3 separate regions of the Mus musculus genome follow, and all the other regions are linked to region 2. Evidence: chromatin contacts called from public HiChIP or PLAC-seq data. All regions are on one chromosome and are shown on one strand. Each heading gives the region's core, a stretch centred on a gene start, on an enhancer-like site or on the middle of the called end of the contact. The rest is flanking DNA. Distances are from core to core; before and after follow the strand shown. Region 1 overlaps Prkar2a (protein kinase, cAMP dependent regulatory, type II alpha). Region 2 holds the start of Celsr3 (cadherin, EGF LAG seven-pass G-type receptor 3). Region 3 holds the start of Col7a1 (collagen, type VII, alpha 1).

What was found. HiChIP or PLAC-seq counts read pairs in DNA pulled down with a chosen protein or histone mark.
Region 1: an H3K27ac HiChIP or PLAC-seq map of embryonic stem cells shows a contact between it and region 2, with 4 times the contacts expected there. The contact joins the enhancer-like site here to the promoter of Celsr3 in region 2. A contact is called at or near these places in 8 of 39 promoter capture datasets (the 3T3-L1 cell line, the C10 cell line, the HPC-7 cell line and 6 more), 1 of 484 Hi-C or Micro-C datasets (embryonic stem cells), 6 of 115 datasets of contacts at active chromatin or transcription factors (embryonic stem cells and intestinal villus epithelium) and 3 of 9 other capture datasets (adipose tissue, liver and pancreatic islet).
Region 3: an H3K4me3 HiChIP or PLAC-seq map of embryonic stem cells shows a contact between it and region 2, with 28 read pairs. The contact joins the promoter of Col7a1 here to the promoter of Celsr3 in region 2. A contact is called at or near these places in 20 of 39 promoter capture datasets (the 3T3-L1 cell line, 3T3-L1-derived adipocytes, the C10 cell line and 14 more), 5 of 484 Hi-C or Micro-C datasets (bone marrow-derived macrophages, brown adipocytes and embryonic stem cells), 10 of 115 datasets of contacts at active chromatin or transcription factors (SST interneurons, astrocytes, craniofacial prominence and 2 more) and 3 of 9 other capture datasets (adipose tissue, liver and pancreatic islet).

Annotation. Positions count from the first base shown.
Region 1 is chr9:108,709,736-108,712,435 of GRCm38.p6, forward strand. All of the region lies in intron 1 of Prkar2a (protein kinase, cAMP dependent regulatory, type II alpha), which reads left to right. Among named protein-coding and RNA genes, the nearest start is that of Prkar2a, 19 kb to the left of the region's middle. Within about 2 kb of position 1,251, at least 11 of the 459 cell types and tissues checked have an H3K27ac peak or open chromatin away from gene starts, as enhancers often do. A contact at or near this core is called in embryonic stem cells and hippocampal neurons, where this site is marked.
Region 2 is chr9:108,824,451-108,827,337 of GRCm38.p6, forward strand. It overlaps Celsr3 (cadherin, EGF LAG seven-pass G-type receptor 3), which reads left to right and starts at 1,595. Exons shown (of 36, transcript NM_001359572.1): 1 at 1,595-2,887. The coding sequence starts at 1,870. Gm35025 (a long non-coding RNA gene) reads right to left here and starts at 1,670. Exons shown (of 2, transcript XR_871161.3): 1 at 32-1,670.
Region 3 is chr9:108,952,224-108,955,019 of GRCm38.p6, forward strand. It overlaps Col7a1 (collagen, type VII, alpha 1), which reads left to right and starts at 1,363. Exons shown (of 119, transcript NM_007738.4): 1 at 1,363-1,413; 2 at 1,521-1,609; 3 at 2,107-2,287. The coding sequence starts at 1,522.

The sequences.
Region 1 (2,700 bases), core at 1-2,500, 120 kb before region 2:
CCCTCGATTTTTAAAAAACATTTATTTATTATTATATCTAAGTACACTGTAGTTGTCTTCAGATGCACTAGAAGAGGGCTTCAGATCTCATTACGGATGGTTGTGAGCCACCATGTGGTTGCTGGGATTTGACTCAGGTCCTTCAGAAGAGCAGTCGGTGCTCTTAACCACTGAGCCATCTCTCCAGCCCAGATTTTTGTTTTTTTAAAAGATTTATTTATTGGATTTGTATGAACATTTTGCCTGAATCACAAGTGTGCAGGTGCCTCTGGAGGCCACAAGAGGGTGTTAGAACATTTGAAACTGGAATTACAGACAGTTGGGAACTGCCAGGTGCTGGGAATCAAACCCGGGTTCTCTGGAAGAGAAGCAAGAATTCTAAACCCTCAGCCATCTCTCCAGGCACTGTGCTGAGGTAGGGTAGATTTCTAAGTAGTTAGTGGGGGTAGGGGGGTGGGGTGGGGTGGGGTTGATTACAGAATACAGAGCTAACCTCTTGTCCTCAGCTAATGTCAAATGACTAGAGTTAAATCCATATATAGCTACTTTTCATAAAAATTTAAATGTGAAAATGTTATGTACTTTTGTAGTTTACATTCAGTGAGTATACAGACATTAGGAGCTGTTTATAGTTGGGTAATGGTGGTACACACCTTTAATCCTAGTACTTGGGGGCCAGAGGCAGGTGGATCTTGGAGACTTCAGGGCCAGCATGGTCTATAGGACAGCCAGGGCTACACAAAAAACCCCTCTGTCTTGAAAAATAAAAATAAAAAGTAGGAAGAAAGAAAAGAAGGAAGAGAAGAGAAGAGCAGAGAAGAGAAAGTTACAATATGCTACCAATGCTTGGGAGGGGAGGCAGGAAAACCAGGAGTTCTAGGCCAGCTTTTTTTTACATGAGACCCTGTTTCAAAAAACAATGACAAAAATTAAGTAAGAACAGCTCTAGATTTATCTGTGACTTTTTCTGCAGAGGTTCAAGCACTTCTTCACTTGTTTTTATGAAGGAGGAGAACTAAAATGCGATTAAAATAAAAGATTTATATAAATATTTACAACTGATATATACTTTTCATATATCAAGTCAACCCAGAACACTCTAAAACTGCTGATTCTCCTTTTCAATGAAAGTTTGAGTTTGTTTTGTTTTGCAAATGAAGTGCATAATTGAGCAATAAGAGAATGAAAGGAACATTGGCTTTGAGCTCATTTGCATCAGTTTCCTCATCTGGTAAACAGATAATACTGCCTGTCTGAGAGGTGGCTTCCCGTAAGATTCAGTATATTATTAATGGGCCGTCTTGGACATCAGGGCTCATGGGGTAGCAAATTCCTGTGGACAGGCCTCTTCCGACACGAAGTGCGCTTGCTTCCTTGGGCCACCTGACCTTTCTGGAGCTCCGCTCCACGTCTGCCCTCTTCAGCACTAGCTCCCGTCAGCTCTTTTGTCATCGGAAAGTTGAGGGCATTAGAATATGATGGTTAGTTTTGATTGTCAACTTGGCAACATACAATCACCTAGAAAGAGTCTAAATGATGGATTTTCTAGGTCATACTGACCTGCGGAGAACTCTCTGGAATGCTTTAATTGATGTAGGAAGACCCAGCCTAAAATGTAGCTGTAGTATTTCCTGGGTTTGAATCTTGAACTGTATAAAAAAGAAGAAAAAAAGTGAGCTGAATACAAGCATGCATGGTTTCCTTGTCATCAATCTTTACTGGATATAACTGGCTGCTTCAAGTTCCTGCCTTGACTTCTCCACAACAGTAGACAGTAGCCTAGAACTGTAGCCAAGTGCACCATTCTCCGGGAAAGTTGCTTTTGGTACAGCAACAGAAAAGAAACCGCTTCAGTGCAGGACCACATGTTTGCTATTTCTAGCAGGCAGGGAAATGTTCCTGGCACTAAAAGCATGGAACACTGATCTTGAACTTGCAGGTGTCTATGTGCCTTTGCAAACTCCCCAGTATTGAGACTAAGGTATGTGCCACCACACTATGCCTAGCACTAAAGTTTTTAATTGTAGATTGTTTTTTGTTTTGTTTTTGTTTTGTTTTTTTTTGAGACAGGGTTTCTCTGTGTAGCTCTGGCTGTCCTGGAACTCACTTTGTAGACCAGGCTGGCCTCGAACTCAGAAATCCGCCTGCCTCTGCCTCCCGAGTGCTGGGATTAAAGGCGTGCGCCACCGCGCCCGGCTTAATTGTAGATTGTAAGGTCTAGTTCATCAGCTTCTGGGTCCGGCCAAGGAACCTGGTGCTTCACAATCAATTGGGAAATGTGCCCATGGGAAAACAGCTAGGACATCAGCCACAATCTTTCCATTCTTGTCTTCAATGTAGCAGAGGTGGGACAGGAAAATCTACAATAGATACAGTGTTTCCTATGAAGGCAGATGAGTTTGTAGCATTCATGTTCATCAGGCCCTGTGTTCTAGCATTTAGGATTGCAGATAATCATAATGGTGGCATGTAGAGTCGAGAACCTGTCAGACTGCTGAGAACAGAGAGATGTTATGTTGTCTGCTTGAAGAGGTACTATGCACCTCCAGGATTGAGTTTAGCAACCAAAGCCACAGAGCTAGATGGTGGAGCTGGGGCAGGATGACAGGATCCCTCAAGTAACTTGGTTAGGCTCAGATTTGCCTGTTTTCTTCTCTTTGTTTTTTTTTTTTTCCCTACTAATTCTTAAATTTTTCTCTC
Region 2 (2,887 bases), core at 345-2,844:
ATCCTAAAAGTGCTGCTCAGGCAACTCGTACCGGAAGTCCAGATCCCTAAGGTCATTCAGGGGTCTCCTCTGTGATTCCAGCTGGTTTCCTCCTTGTTCAACCTGAGATTTGCGCTTTCCACTAGCTAGTCTGTGGACCCACAGAGCGGCGGGCGCTTCAAAACCAGGTCCCGCTCCTCTCTTCTCTAGTCAGGAACTACAATCCTACGGAGTACTTTCTTTAGTGCCGCTGTACATAGTCCACCTACACGCACAAATGGTGTATCTGTCACGGAACTCTGACTTGAGTCTTAAGACTTAACGACCCCAAACACTACAGCTGATACCCATGGGTCAGATCACAGCAGCCTCGTCCAGTGCAACCCGAGTGAGCCAAACCTCCCCGAAGCAAAGAAACCCAGGAGCGAGAGAATGCGTTGATTGGTTGCTGGTGATGTCATAGCTACCATTTGGGGGCGGGCCAGAGGTCTTGGCCAGGAGTTCTTGGACTGTTTGAAGTAGTAACCACTCAGCCGGGGGAACCGCACCCAGGGCAATGTTCTGGGGTCCTAGGCCTGACTCCTGTCTCGGTGTCAGAATGAATGAGTCCCCTGCACCTTGCGTTGCAGCTCATCACCGATGCCAAGTTTGGAGGCTGATCAATATAGCGCGTCTTTTGGATTATTTCTGCTGGCTAGCGTGGAACCCGCGAGGCCCTCCTACCTCCCGCATACAATGGAGTCCTCCGAGAGGGGCGGGGTCTCCCATTGTGCCAATAGAAACAATGACACTCTAATTGGAATGCGCCGCCTTTCTCTAGGATTCTGTGACGTCTGTTGCGCCACATCTAGCTATTGGTTGGTTGAGATGCGCGCGTGCCAGGAGTTGGACGGAAAGCTAGACTGGACCAGGACTAGGGAGAACTGAGCTTCTGTCGGGTTCTTCAAGGGGTTAAAGGATGCAGTTGTCGCAGGCGAGGGGGCGGAGATCTGAGGAAGCTGGGTCCACAGTTGTACAACCCTGGGTTCCACGTGGCATCTCAGAACACTGGAAAGAACCATAGCCTAGAGAGACGTGGTGTCTCTCCCAAGTCTGGGAGACCGCTAGTGACTCTCGTGGCGGAGAAGAGTTGGCTTCTCTTCCTGTCTCAGAAGGGTCGTTTTCAGATCCTGTTCTGTAGGAGCAAACAAGGAGATTTTTGCGACATGTTTCTCATAAGTTAAACTTGTTAATAAACAGTTAACGCTATTGTTTGAACCAGGCCGGTGTCTGGCCATTATTTTCACAGTCCCAGGATTCTATATGGTAACCCTTCCCAGACCGATGACAGCACATTTTCAAACCAAAATGGGTGTTAGGGCTCGGAACTAGCGCTCTAAAGGGAGACGAGATTCTCGGTCTGAAGAAAGACTAGGAAGCCACGCTGGAATAGCGCACTAGGATGAGAGGGAGGGCGGTGGCAGAGTAGCGGAGAAACTCCCAGCTCCGTTCAGCACCGTGGGCAGCACTTCTGTTCTCAATAAAGATGGCGGTAACGGCTTCAGTCGCCAGAACTGCCATGCGCGACGGGCTGTACCACCAGGTTTGGGGCATCGGGGCGGAGGTGGAGCAAACCATCGGAGCGGCCGGGAGCCATGTTGGAGCGTCGGGAGGCGGCAGCGGCGTCGGGGATGCTGTGGTGGGGGCGGCAAAAGCCGGGGCCGTATGCCAAAGGGGCTCTGGCCGCGGAGTAGATGGTGCCCAGAGAGCAGTGGCGGCGCGGAGCGACGGGCAGAGGGGCGGAGGGCCGGGGCGGCGGCAGGGGCCCAGGAGGGGGCCAGAGCAGCGGGGCGGGCCCAAGGCCCGGACCCGGGCGGGGGGCGGCGGAGGCCGTGACGGGAGGCGGGGGTGATGGCGAGGCGGCCTCTATGGTGGGGTCTCCCGGGACCGTCGACCCCGGTACTACTGCTCCTTCTCCTCTCTTTGTTCCCTTTTAGCCGGGAGGAGCTGGGGGGCGGTGGGGACCAGGACTGGGACCCAGGGGTTGCTACTACTACTGGGCCAAGAGCGCAAATCGGCAGTGGAGCCGTAGCTCTTTGTCCCGAATCTCCCGGCGTCTGGGAAGATGGAGATCCTGGCCTGGGGGTCAGGGAGCCTGTCTTCATGAGGCTCCGAGTAGGTAGGCAAAACGCCCGGAATGGTCGAGGGGCCCCTGAGCAACCAAACGCGGAGGTGGTGGTCCAGGCATTGGGTAGTCGCGAGCAAGAGGCAGGTCAGGGTCCAGGGTATCTGTTATGTTGGCACCCAGAGATCTCCTCTTGTGGGCGGACAGGGCCTTTACGAAGAGGTAGCCTGCCACTCGATGCTCTGTCCCCAGGGGATTCTGATCTGAGGAACAGCTCTCCTCACCCTTCAGAACTTCTGGCTCAGCCTGATGGCTCCAGGCCAGTGGCCTTCCAGCGTAATGCTAGGAGAAGCATCCGCAAAAGAGTGGAAACCTCTCGCTGCTGCGGGAAGCTGTGGGAGCCAGGACACAAGGGTCAGGGTGAGAGATCCGCGACTTCCACAGTGGACAGGGGACCCTTTCGGCGGGACTGCCTCCCCGGCTCTTTAGGATCTGGCCTGGGGGAGGATTCAGCACCACGTGCTGTGAGGACAGCTCCTACGCCGGGTTCAGCACCTCGCGAGTCTCGGACAGCTCCCGGGCGCATGCGCTCCCGCGGTCTCTTCCGCCGCCGTTTCCTCTTTGAGCGCCCTGGGCCGCGCCCTCCCGGGTTTCCGACTGGTCCTGAAGCCAAGCAAATACTCTCAACTAACCAGGCTCGTCCTCGTCGTGCTGCAAACCGCCACCCGCAGTTTCCTCAATACAACTACCAGACACTGGTACCTGAAAATGAGGCAGCGGGCACATCAGTACTGCGCGTGGTGG
Region 3 (2,796 bases), core at 113-2,612, 130 kb after region 2:
TGTCCCGGGATAGTTCTGAAAGTGGGGGTCTTCAGTGACAAGGAGAGCTGGAGCTTTCCTGACAACTGGGAAATTGAAACGGATGGTCCTCTGTGCCCTGAGGTTCGCCCATGCTAGAAAACTAAACACCTGCACCTGTCCCCATCTCCCCACTTAGCCTGTGGATCTGCGGGAGGTTGCAGGGCCAGGCATATTGGAAGCAGCCATGGTGAATGAGGGAATACTTTCTGGTCTGTGCTGAACTGTACAGGACTGACTAGGAAGCAGAGGAAACAGGGCCCAAATGGGGGCTAGTTTTCTTAGGAGTGTCCCTCTATATTGATGACACCCGCCTAGTCACCATGCATGTATAACCAAAGGAAATCATTAGGAAAGAGGGCTTGACCTGTGACTGGCAATGACTGTCCACACGAAAGGATCAAGAGGGGGGTCACATAGGGAGGGGAAAGTTAGATACCTTGAGGCAACAAGGAAAGGAGTGTCATGGTGTGGCCCTGCCCTAGTCAGGGAATTGAGTAGAAGGGGTGGAGGGGATTCTTGCAGGTTCTAATGAAGCCAAGTAGATGGGGAACCTGGCCTGAATCGTGGACAGGCCTTGCCAGTGGGAACGTGGGTATCAGGAGATGGATTCCTGAGAGATGAGCTGTCAGCATGGGTGGTCCATCCCCCCCCCCCCGCATATGGACAACCCTCCCTCTTTGCAGACACAGCTGGATGGCATCTGTCTAGGGTAAAAGACTCAGTAGGGAGTGAGCGGCACTGGGATGAACAAATATGAACACGCATGGCACAAGTTCTTTCTTCCAAAATGGGGAAGTGTTGCTTAGATCCAGCCCAGTGGAATCTTGGGGTCCCTAGGATAGTCCCATAGTCTCCTGTTTGCTGGGGGCTGCTTTGCCTGTCATGAAGGTTAGGGTGCGGCACAGGAGGGCCACCAGACAGAAGCATGGCTGATTCACGTTTGTCAAGACCTATAGCCTGAGGCTTTGTCTGGGCACCCCATGGGGTTAGGGGTGAGTCAGCGCCAGCTGCAGTATGTCCTACCTACCATCAGGCTGCTACCCCTATGGTCTGCTGGAACCTGTCCACATTTCAGAGAGCAGCAATGACTTCATTGGTCACTCTAACTAGAAAGCAGTCAAGACTTGGAACCCTAAGTAAGGTTGGGGTGCTCTTGAAGTGTCTGTCAAAACCCTGAGTGATACTCGAAAGTCTTGGGACCTGACCTTGCCCTTAAGTGCGTCATATCTTAAGTCCAGGAGAAGTGGGGTGGGGGAAGCGACCTCTGGGGAGGTGGGTGGGGGCGGGCCGCCAGGTCCCCGCCTGCTGCTCCGCCTCCTGGGATCAGGGACTTTTCTCCTCAGTGCCGGCAGGACTTGCTGCGGCGCGGGAGCAGGCTGACTCCTCGCACAGGCAAGATCGGGACTTGGGGTGGGGGGTACTCGGTTTCCACCCGCCAAAGGCTTGGGAGACAAGAGACAGAGAGGTTGGGTTCCTGGCTAACTGTTTCTATCACTCAGGATGAGGCTGCGACTCCTGGTCGCTGCGCTCTGCGCTGCAGAGATCCTGATGGGAGCGCCGGAAGTGTGGGCCCAGCCCAGAGATAGAGGTGGGCATCTTTCGGGGCTCAGCACCCTGTCTGTCACCTATGCATCTACTCAAACTTTATCCCTGACACCTTTCCACCGATGAGTCCCCCAAACTCTTCGTGGATTCTTCCTAAACTCCCTGAATTCTACTCTGCATTCCCCAAATTGCCTCCTATCCCATATGGCACACAAATTCTAGCTCCCTGGATGCAGGCTGATCCTCTGTCCTCAGCCACCGGACAACAGTCCCTCCACGCTGATTTCAGCCCCGCAGCTACACCCCTGCTTGCAGGTTATCCTCCCCCAAGGTGCTCCTGCCCTCCCTGAGAAGCTCTGTTCAGAGTCCCACTGCGGTTTCCTCCAACACTGGCAGAAATACGCCTACCTGGGCTCCGTTTGCAGAGGAACATAAAGCCTATTGTCCTTCCAGTCCCCAAGTCCCAGGGGACCTCAGTGCCTAGAGGATGGTGGGTGGCTGTATTCCCTAAAAGGTCATGATCTCTCCTCCCTGCTTCAGTGACCTGCACACGCCTTTATGCTGCTGACATCGTGTTCTTACTCGATGGCTCGTCGTCCATTGGCCGCAGCAACTTTCGAGAAGTGCGAGGATTCCTGGAGGGGCTGGTGCTGCCTTTCTCAGGAGCAGCCAGTGCACAGGGCGTCCGGTTTGCCACAGTGCAGTACAGTGATGATCCACAGTGAGTAGTCGACGTGGGGTCAGGACTGTAGGCCCCAAGACCCCTTAACAGGAAGGAGTCTAGAAATAGGCTTTGGAGAGCCCAGAAAGGCCCTCGCCAACACCTCTTCTGGAGAGAGGTGGGGATAACTTGGAAGAGTGTTCTTGTCCTAAAACACCTCTCAGTCAGTGTCCTGGGGTTGTGGTGGGGTGGGGGTGGGGTGGACAGGATGATTCTGCTTCCTGATCTGCATAGAGAGAGAGAGTCCAGGAGCTCCAGGCGTTGGGCTCCTGGTGGAGTCTGCATGTTTGGGCTCTGCCAGCTCTTCAGCCCTCTGTTCATCAGAAATGCTTTGTCTGGCCAGTGACCACTGTCCTGAAACTGAGCCCTTCCTCCTACAATTATTTAATCAGATATCCTGCCCACACACACCACCACCACCACCACCACCACCCCCGCCCCAGGCTAGGGACCTAGAGGGTTCCAGGCCTGTTGAGGCTCAGTGACATTGCTATGTCAAGCAGCATCTG